Linked DNA regions of Neogale vison: region 2 is linked to region 1. A link is a contact called in public Hi-C data. All regions are on one chromosome and are shown on one strand. The core of a region is the stretch at or near the end of the contact, and the rest is flanking DNA. Distances in the headings are between cores, read along the strand shown. Region 1 holds the start of KLF3 (Krueppel-like factor 3). Region 2 has its middle 140 kb from the start of KLF3.

Region 1 (5,298 bases), core at 1,645-4,144:
GAGTTAAATAACCAGTTTTAAGAAAGAGTTACAAGAGGTGGAGCGTGAGTGCTATCAGAGCACCAAGAAGGAGCGCCTCCACTCATTCAAAGGTGGGGTGAGGGATGGTGGTAAGACAAGAACCATTTTGTTGAAAATGTCATGTAAGTCAATAATTAAAGGATGGAAACAATGTACAGAAATGAGAGTGGAAGTCAGGAGTTGGGGGAGAAAGCAAGGAGGCTAGTCCACCTAGAAAAATCAGCATGTGCGAAGGGCCAGAGGTGGGGAGAGTGAGTTGGAGGGGAAAAAGTTGAGCGTTGCTGGAGGGCAGAGTAGGGTGGGGGGCAATAGAAGGAGATGGGTCTATAAAGATAGATGGAGGCCAGGTCAGCACAGGTAGTAAACTCTTGGACTTTATCCGATGGGAATGTAATGAAGACATTGACACGTTCAGGTTTGCATTTTAGAAAAAGTATTCTCATTGTTCCCTTGCTCCAGTCCCTTTCCCACACTTGAGCCCCCCACCCCACACTACAAACAAGATGACCAACAAGACACTGTGGCAGTGGGCTGGACCAGAAGAGTGGTCAAAGAACGGGGTAGGGATTGAAGAGGTCCAAGATTCAGTGAATGACAGTGCTCTGACTAGCTAGGGGAAGGGAGGAGTCAAAAACAACTCCAGGCATTTCTGGTGTGGTAGATACCTGGATGGATGGTGGTCTCCTCCCCTGGATCCTTCATTTTGGTACAAGCTGTGTTTCAGCTGTTCCCACAGGGCACTGAACACAGTGTGTTCATTAATTAAACTTTTTTACGACTTTTCTCCTCCTTCCCCCACCTTCCATATCAAAGCCACTCCCTGCTTATCTTGGATCACACTTTTCTCAGACCTATTTCAAGTTTCTCCTTTGGGTCCACACCCACATGAACAATGTAAAGAACACAGGTTTATGTGCTTTAGGTTTTCACCTATAGTGTCCTCTGAGCAAAGCCTATGGTTTTGGAGCCCCCATTACGGAGCCAGACCTGGAAATGCAATATGATTTCATCAGTCATCACTAATACCGTCTTTCAGCTAATACACATCTAAGCCATCCAATGAGACATTTGAAGTTACTGATCAATGAATTGCAATTAGTAATTGACACAAATCCAACTTATTTTCCTGCATCTGTTCTTTTCTTGTTAACAGAAACTCCTCATCCCTTTTACATTTAAAGCTTAATCTTATGGAACAGAGAGATGGCACAGGAACCAGTGTCCGAGCTGGCTGTTCTCCACGTGGTCTTTTATGTTATGTGCATTTTTTTTTTTATAACATGCAATTTCACTCCTTGAGGTTACCCGGTACTAATTTTATAATACTGCGTAGCTACATGATGGGGCTCGGTATATACAGTATCTCCAGGTTTTAAGTAGTACCATGCCTGGATGAAGCTTCAAAGTGAGAATGGTGAACTTAAAGGGCCTTTAAAACATCTTGAAGCAATAACAAGCCATACACTCAAGCAGGGAGTTTTTAAACATTACGCAGGACTAAAACAATTGAACCAATTTGTCCTTTGTTCTTTTTATTACATTCTTTATTTCATTAATACTGTTTAAAAGAAATTCAAAAAAGCATTAAACTCGGGGGCTATGCTATACCAAGTTCTCCCAGGGGCCTGTCTAGGACCGCAAGCACGTTTCCGCCGCCCCGCACCGAGCACGCTCGCGCTCGGTCCCGGGGAAGCGACAAAAAAAAGAGAGGTCGCCGGGCCGAGCCCTCTGCTGGCCCGAAGTCCTCCCTCCGAGCAGGAGGAGCCCGACCGAAGTTTGCCAACTTTTCAGGCAGGCCCGGCTGAGCAAATGCCGCTGCTACCGGTTGCCTTTTCGCTCCAGTGGCAGGCCCGGCCCGTGGGAAGTTTGCCTCGGGGGGTCCCAGGACCTTCAAAGAAGCCCGGAGCTGGGGAGGGGACGGCGGGGACGCGCCCCCCACGCCCGACCCGGGCCGCCCCTGCGCGGGGAGGACGACGAGGGGACCCAGCGTCCCGGGCACAAAGAAAGATCGCTCTTAACACTGCTTCGAATGACCTTGGAAACTCGGGAGCGTTTTAGGGTTTAAGTCCTCCCCACTGCCCTCCCCTTTCCCGCCGCTCTTCTGCCCCGAATCCGCCCCGGTCCTCCCGTTCTTTCACCGCCGCTGCCTTTTCCTGCTTTTTCTTTAAGAGAGTTGCACGCACTCGGCCCAGGAGGGGCCGCGCTGGCCGCGGGGCCCAGCCCTTCCCGCCGCGCCCGGGGCCGCCCTTCCCGCCGGAGCCGGCTGATTGATGGCCCGGCCGCCCGGGTCCCCCGCCTCGGCCGGCCCGCGCGCCCGGCTGTGTGTTTTGGAAGCGGCGCAGCGGGCTGCAGCCCTGTGACGCCCGGAGCGGGCAGCGCCGCCCTTCCTTCCCCCCGGGCTGGGGCGGCGGCGCGGCGGCGGGTCCCGAGCGGGCGGGGGACTTGGGGGGACGGGGGGCGCAGGGAGGGGGCGCGGGCGGGGACTCCGGAGCTGGGGCGGGTGCGCGGGGCCGGGCCGGGCCGGGCGGGGGTTGGGGGGCGGAGGGCGAAGGGCGGAGGCTCCGGGGCGGGGGCCGCGCCGCGCACGCCCAGCCCCTCGGCCGCCCCGCGCCTCGCCGGACAGGTTGGGCCGGCGGGGCGGCGCCCGGCTCCGGGGAATAATGACTGTCTGTCAGGCCGTCCCCGGGTGACTGGGCGGGGCGGGGCGGAGGCGGCGCGGGAGGCGGGGGTGGCGGGGGAAGGGCGCAGGGCGGGGTGCGTGTTTGCGCGAGTGACTCGGCCGACCCCTCCGGCGGCTGCCTCCACCCAAGTGGGTGGGGACCCGCCCAGCCCGGGCGGCCGCGGCGGCTCCCTCTCCCCTCCCTGACCCTCCCACCCCGGGTCCCAGCCTCTACTTACCCCGCCAGCCCCGGGAGGCTCGCAGAGCGAGCGGCGCCGGCGTCATGTGACTGCCCGGAGTTGGTGCCAGGAGCCAGAGGGGAGCCAGGAGCGGAGCCGCGCGGAGCCGGGGCCCGAGCCGGAGCGCAGCGCGAGCGCCCGCCGCACGCGCGCCCGTCCCCGTTCCTGTCCCCGTGCCCTGCGCCGCCACCGCCACCGCCGCCCCGGTTGGCGCGCTGACATTACTGCATTCGCGGGGTTCAAGGCGGCTCGGAGCCGGGCCTTTATTTCTCGTCTGCAGCGCTCAGCACCGCGCCTCGAAAAGTAAGTCCCTTTCCCTCACCTTCCCTCGCCCCGACTCCTGCTGTCGCCCTTTTTGACTCGTCCGGTCTCATTTCTTTTTTCCCCCGGAGGGGGGTCGCGCCGTTAATGGGCCGGGGGTGCAGCGCGGGGGTGGGGGCGCCTGTGGGCTTGGGAAAGTGCAACAGCTCCTCGAAGCCGGGGGTGGGGGCGGAAGGGGAGGCGAGGGGGATGGGGGAAACCCCGGGTTCGGCGGTTGAAAGTGTGGGATTCGGGGGAGCCACCGTGCGGATCCCGCGGTGCGGGGGACCGAGACCCGCGGCGCCCGCTGCGGCCCGGGCGAGGCTGCGGGCGGGGGCTCACCTGTGTGGTCCCCCGGCTGCCGCCCGCCCTCCCGCCCGCTCGCAGTTCCCTCCAAAGCCCCAGAAATCTCAGTGCTCTCCGCGTGTGGCAACGTTGTTTGGAGAAAGGTAGCGAGGAGGCCGCGCACTCCTGCTCCTCCCCCTCCGGGTCCCCCACCCCCCGCTCCCGCGCCCTCCCCTCTCCGCCCCCCGCCGCCCCCCTCTTCGGACGGGGCGCGCGACCGCTGGCCCGCCGGAGCAAACTTGGAGCAGCCTCCCGGGCCCTCTGGGAAGAAACTTGGGGCCGTGGGGACTGAAGGCAGCATCCCATTCTCGCTTCTGGAGCCCAGGAGCTGCTAGGGCGTCTGGATCCTCAGGGGCAGGAGAAAAGAGATGGCCGGGTTTGGAGAGTCCTCCTCGGGGGCACACCGAGAACCTGCCGCAGTGCCTGGAGCAAGGATTGCAGCGAGGCTGGAGGCGGAGAGCGCCTTCGGCAAGTCCCTGCAGCGTTAGGGACTCGAGCCGTGTGGGGACTTAAGAGACTGACCCCTGGACCTGGATGGACCCTTGGGACTTACCTAGCATTTCAGAGTGGCTTTCTTGGAGATGGCAGATAATACTTGGAATTGTCATATCCACTTATATCAGGGAGGATCTTCTGCGTTACATTTCACAGCTATAGACAGTAATAATAGATGGAGAATCTGTGTGAGCTGGACTTATTTTTAATAAGTCAGGTGAAACGGAACCTGGAATTGCTCACCGTGTATTGCACTAAAATAAACATTTTGCACTGAATTTTTTACTAGCTCAGAATGCATTTTTCCACTAATACCACCCAGGATATTTTAAATATATCAGTTATAGTCTCACAGGAGTCTGGTATTTGAGGAGAAGTATGTAGTGGAGTTCTGACTTCATTTACATTTAGTGTATAATTATTAGCAAAATGGAGTAGAATGGACAGTTGTTCATTATAGGTTTTTCCACTGAGCAATTTTGCACTTTTTTTTTTATAGTGCTTTCTGTATGAATTTGAGCAGCATTTTTATAAGAAATCCATCTGGATGATGATCTGCCACTGGAGGAAACACTTGCTTTTAGGGGAAAACCAGTCTGATAATATTAACATCTCCAAAACGTGGAGAGTTCGTGTTTTTTTAAGAAAGAACGGACAGATGAGTTTCTTCTGGCTCCAAGCATGGAATATGTTGACCGTAGCTCATTAACAGAGACCTGAAATGGGATGTTTGATGAATTTCAACTCTCTAGGGAAACTGTCTCCTGTCCTCCAGTCAGTGGGGTTTGCATCCGAAGTCTTAGAAGAAAAAGAGCTCAGTGTACTATTTAAGTTCAGTAAAGATACACTTCAAGGAACACTGGGCTTTCATGAAGGGGAATGCAGGTATAAAAATGTTAGAACAACAAAGAAAAGTAGCTGCTAAGACCACAAAATCTTGTCAGATATAAAACATGCTATTGTTTTTTCACTGCAAAGTTTCTAAATTAAAACCCAATCTTCTGGTTGCTATGGGCACAGTAATGCCTTTTTTTTTTTTCCACCTGTAGTTTTGTCTACACACATTTTGTTCAGTCTCTGATTGTGGAAACCTGAGTTGAACAGTCCTGACCAACTAACCAAAAAAAGAGACAATGGGGGTGGGGGGACTCTAAGAATGGTTTTTACTACCTTAAATATACTTAAGGGAAAATAGACGTTTTCCGATATCTTGTAAAAAATTGATATTCTGGCCTCCAG
Region 2 (5,298 bases), core at 1,931-4,430, 140 kb before region 1:
TGGGCATAGGCTGGTGGCACCAGGATTCATAGAATCTCTTTTCCAGAGAAGAAAGGGAATCCAATTAGAAGAAGCTGAGGAAGGCCTCTGACCTGGCTTGGGTTGCTACAGCCAGAAGGTTGTACGAGCTGTTTCCAGAAGAAAGGAAGCTGGGCAGAAAAAACTATAGCCCCTTCAGGGACTCAGCTACATCTGCTACTCCTGCTAAGGGGCTCTCCACGTCCGTCAAAAGTTCCAGCTCACCCAGAGAGCGGACTGGGAAAGGGAACTTCCAGTATTCCCGATAGGCCATCAGAGGGCATAACCATTAATCAGGCTAACAAATGACTGTCCTTGGGTCCAGTGCCCCCTCCCAATCCAGTCAGCGGTGGCCAGTGGACACAGCCTTGGAAGGCAGACATGGCTGCCTTGTCATGGTTGCGGCTTTAACAATTGAATTTTACTTGGTCGTATTTGCCCATTCTGGTGTAGTTTTGTGCTTCTAGGACTTAACAGCTGCCACTGAAGCTAGTAGTCTTACTCAGTTCTGTAGTGTTAGAATACCTTTCCTTGTTGAAGATGTGAGGGAAGTGTGTGTATGCGTCATTGAATTCGCTTTGGTGCCTTTCTTGCAAACACAATAGTCTTGCACAACCTCTCCCAAGTATCTGTATTAATTTCACGTATTAAAAAGTAGAAAATGGGGGCGCCTGGGTGACTCAGTGGGTTAAGCCTCTGCCTTTGGCTCAGGTCATGATCTCAGGGTCCTGGGATCCAGCCCTGCATCAGGCTCTCTGCTCAGCAGGGAGCCTGCTTCCCTCTCTCTGCCTACTTGTGATCTCTTTGTCAAATAAATGAAAAAAAATCGTAAAAAAAAAAAGTAGAAAATGTGCCGAGCAGAGGCACAAGGGTTTCTACACAAAACTCTCTATGTCATTAGAGCTTCTGTGTAGTTAAGTGTAGTTTACAAATCTTGGGCTTAGAGAATACCAAACTAAAATCTTTGCTAGTCCGCCATGAACAAGGGTTTTCACATCCCACTACTGCTTGGCATATCTTTTGTTCTCTGCAGAACATCTCCTTTTGACTTTTATGAAAAGTACAATTCATGTAATTGGTATAAAACTTCTTAAATGCAGAAACTTGTTTTTTCCATGGTCAATTCTGAAGACACCAGAATAAAAAATTTCAATACTCAAAAAAATTGTTTTTGCTTAAAAGTAAGTATCAGTCAATTTCTTCAACTAAGAATACATTAATACATTATAAAAGACGTGTTTTTTTTTTTAAAAAGTATTTGGAAAACCTGGAGCCTTGCTCTCCAGGTGCTTCACACCCTACCCTGGGAAATATGGGGGGACAATGAGGAGAGAATGCCCACCAAACACATGGGAATAAGTCACAGGTTTCAAGGGACGAAACAGGAAAGGCTTTTTAAGTTTCTATTTCAGCATGTTCCTTTTTTGACAGTTTGCAGCTTTGGAGTTCACATACCCAGAGTTTTATACTTTTTCCCGATAAAGTAGTTTTTTGGACTGTCCATCTCTCAAAAACAAAACAAAACAACAATACCACTGAGTTATATCTCAGCACAGTATAAGTCACTTAATGTCCTAAGGTACTGTATGAGGAAGTGCCCAGATGGGCTGTAGGTCACCCAGGCATCCTTTGGCTTCTGCCAAGTGAACATTGTAACTTGGATACGCCTGCTTATCTGTACGAATCACATCCCATGTTTCATTTAATTCTTTTAATAATTGTTGAGGTATCGAAGTCATCATTTCTCAGTTATAGTGTATAGAAGTGTGATATACGTTATATATATGTACACATTATAGCATATACACGTTATAGCATATAGAAGTGTGATATACATTAGTGCAAATGTGTACATTATTAGGACAAAACCTGAAAATCTGGATGATATTGCAAGATTACAGTAAGTATTTCAATCAACTCAACTCAGTAAAACCAAGAGACCCTACTCTCTGGTAACACCCACCCAACCCTAAACAAGGTCATGGCCAACAGCAGCATAAACATCTGGCCAATCTCATACCAGAAGTGATGCAGTGAGAACAAAATACTCAGAGTTCCTAAAGACTTTTTTAGTGTTTTCAAACCCAAACACTTATAGAGGGAAATACAGATTTTAGTTCTAGGTGACAGATCATCCTCATTAACCAGAAATCTTTATAAAATAAAGAATTTGCTACTAAGTCTCCCACAACTTGTCTTCTTAGTAAGAGTGAGAAATAATCAGTCATCTCCTCCCAGAGATCCACTGGAAACCCCACAGATCGGCCAGCCCCATGGCTTCATGAAATCAAGAAATCAAGAATCCATTTAATTTACCAGTGTCATTTTCATAACTAGTTTGAAAACTAGAAGACACAAGGAAGAAACACAGCGCAGATGAGGTTCCAGAAAGCTACTACATATGGTAGGAATCGGTTATACCCTAAGGAGAACACGTAGCCAAAAGCTGTCTCTGTGTCTTTGCTCTCAGAAAAGCAGAACCAGAGAGATTCACATACAGTCTGATTTTGACAGAGAAAATCTTTCTATCCAGAAGAGGGCTGCTGGGACCTCTCACAACGTCTATAGTAAAATCCGGCCTGGCTGGATGCCCTGCCCATCCACATGAGTCAAAAAGTTGGCATTATGGGAATAACTCTGCCAAGTCAAGTTCATTTTTTTTTTTTAAGTGCGTTCCCCTTTTTCAGGATGAAAATGATCCAAGCTCACAGAAGAAAATTCGGAGAACAGCAGAGTGAAGAAAGAAAGAAATCACCTACGTTCCCTTCTCCAACACTACCTAGGAGAAAAGCATTCCCGTGGGTTTCCTTACAGTGTTTCTTCCACGCATTTGGTTGGTTTGGTGCTCGTTTGTTTGTTTTATACATGGCTGTGGTTGGTTGGTCAGACTCTTCAGTGTGCCTGTGTCTTTCTTTTCTTTTCTTTTCTTTGCCCCCCCTTCCCTCCCTCCCCCAGTCAACCCGAGGGGGGTGTCTCCCCGTCCGGGATCCGAGGCTGCGAGCTTCCCACACGTTGTTGTTTTTAATGGCCGAATGAGTTCTCCATCCCGGCCGGGCTCCTCCTCCATCCCCCGGGGTCCTCCCCGTCCCCGCCGGCTCCTCCCAGAGTCAGCTGGTCCGCGCTTCGAAAAGGCAAAGCTCATTTTATCATAAAGCAGCCTTGGCTGGTAAAGCAAATCTGCTGTCCCCAAAACTCATAATGCATTTCATTACCTTTGGATGATCGGTGTGGAATTATTCACATCACTGCCCTTAATTATCCACCTCGCTGCGTTCTTCATTAGCATGGAGGGCGGAACCCAGGCCGGCCTGCATTCTCCTCCGAGCCTCAGTCAGTTCTCATTAACGAATCGCCTAGAAAATGGCCTGGGCTCCCGCGGGCCACTGCCGGTTCCTGTTCCTGCCCCAAAGCGCGTCCCTTCTCGGCCCTCTCCGGGTCAGCAGGAAGGTTCTGGGTGAGTGGGGCGGGAGTGGGGAGCAGGGAGGGACGGTCAGGCCTAAATGGCTGTACCAGCCCTTCCCGGGCTCCCCCACCCCCCACCCCGCCGTGCTCCCTCTTGATCCGGCTTCCCCTCCACGGAGGAAAACAGTCCGGTGGCTGGAGCTTGTGTGCCAGACAATAGCAACCTAGGGCTCTAGAACACTTGTCACCCCTCCACCTCCCTAGCCCGCCGGCCCCTCAGGTTCGCCCCTCACAAAAGGCCCCAGTTTGACCCCGATTCAAAGCAGGATTTGAATCCGTTGAAGCCCAGCAAACCAGCGACCACAAACCTGCCACACTCCATTCACTAACTTCTAAGTCAGGCAAGAATACTCTCTTCATCTTTTTCTTTCCTTTTTTATCTTTTTTTTTTTTTTTTTAATAGGAGCCAAGTAAACTAGTATAACCCCAAATGTACCTACAGTATTTTTGAAGGCTTCAAGCAGGACAGAAACACAACCTCCCAAGTCAAATAGGGCCATAACAAGACTCCGCCATTATTCAGCACAAGCTCCTGTGAAAAGCTCTTTACTTAGGAAGGACACACCTTCGCAAACCACTTAAAAGGAATTCTTGGAAGACAGGCATTTTTGTTTTCTTAAACGTGAGCCTGTAAACACTATTGCTAAGTGCTGCTTTTTTAAAAGGCTGGCAATATCCGAACTGATTGCTTTGCTTCCCCATCCAGTGCTCAGAAATATGGGTGTCAAAGTCTGCTCTCCTGGGGTTGGGGCCAGTCGCTCAGCCTCGGGGACAGTCAGAGGCTGTTTCCTCCCCGGTCCCAAGGCGAACAGAGGCTCCTTGTCTGCAAGGAGCCAGCCAGGAAGTGCTTGCTACTCTAGTGTAAACGTGGACGGTCACTGAAGTCAGACAGGATGCAGCAATTAGGGCCGGGCGGGCTGCGACAATGACAAATAGGAAATGGTAGGTAAGAGCTGTGGGCTGTTTCTGGGGCTCTTCTTTGCCTAAAGCTTCAACAAGATTGTTTTGGGGGGACTGAAAGAAGTGACCGATTCCTATGACAGAATATCTGATCTTCAGGAAAAATTCTCTGCAGATTTCTGAGTCACGCCCTACTAATAGTGACCGTTGAAAAACTGTCATTTCATTGATGATGCTTCCAGCAATCGCATGGGTAAGTTATGGTTTTGCCATAGTCTCACTTATGGATTCATGTACTTGCTTACTTTTTTTTTTTAATTAAGACCTCTGTTGAAAGCCGTTTAGGGTTCACAGCAAAATTGAGGGGAAGCAATGTCCCATACAGCCCCTGCCTCCACACAAGGTTCATCTCCCTATTATCAACAGCCCCCACCAACAGAGCCCCCACGCTGTTACAGCTGACGAGCCCACCCCTGACATATCGCCCGTCAACAGTCCAAGTTCATCGTTGACGTTCGGATTCGTTCCCAGCGTTGTCATTCTCTGGGCTTGGACAACTGTAGAACAACATGTAACCGTCATTATGGTATCAGAGTATTTTCACTGCTCTAAAGATCCCCTGTGCTCCAGCCATTCATCCCTCCCCGCCCACCCCTGGCAACCATGGACCTTTCTACTCTAACAGTTTTCCCTTTCCTGGAGTGTCATATATGTAAAATCATACAGCATGTTGCCTTTTCAGATTGGCTTCTCTCACAGAGGAATATGCATTTAGAGTTCCTCTTTGTCTTTTCATGGCTTGATAGCTCATTTCTTTTCAGCGCTGAATAATATTCCCTTTCTGAATATATCACAGTTCATTTATCCACTCACCTACCGAAGGACATCTTGGTTGCTTCCAAGTTTGGCCAATCGTAA

The links. A called contact is a pair of places that touch in the nucleus more often than the background predicts.
Region 2: a contact with region 1 is called in a Hi-C map of fibroblasts, with 4 times the contacts expected there. The contact joins the enhancer-like site here to the promoter of KLF3 in region 1. A contact is called at or near these places in 2 of 3 Hi-C or Micro-C datasets (fibroblasts and muscle).

Annotation. Positions count from the first base shown.
Region 1 is chr11:36,366,172-36,371,469 of ASM_NN_V1, reverse strand. KLF3 (Krueppel-like factor 3) reads left to right here and starts at 2,894. Exons shown (of 6, transcript XM_044224618.1): 1 at 2,894-3,222.
Region 2 is chr11:36,501,988-36,507,285 of ASM_NN_V1, reverse strand. No RefSeq gene overlaps it. Among named protein-coding and RNA genes, the nearest start is that of KLF3, 140 kb to the right of the region's middle. Within about 2 kb of position 3,180, the one cell type or tissue checked has open chromatin away from gene starts, as enhancers often do. A contact at or near this core is called in fibroblasts, where this site is marked.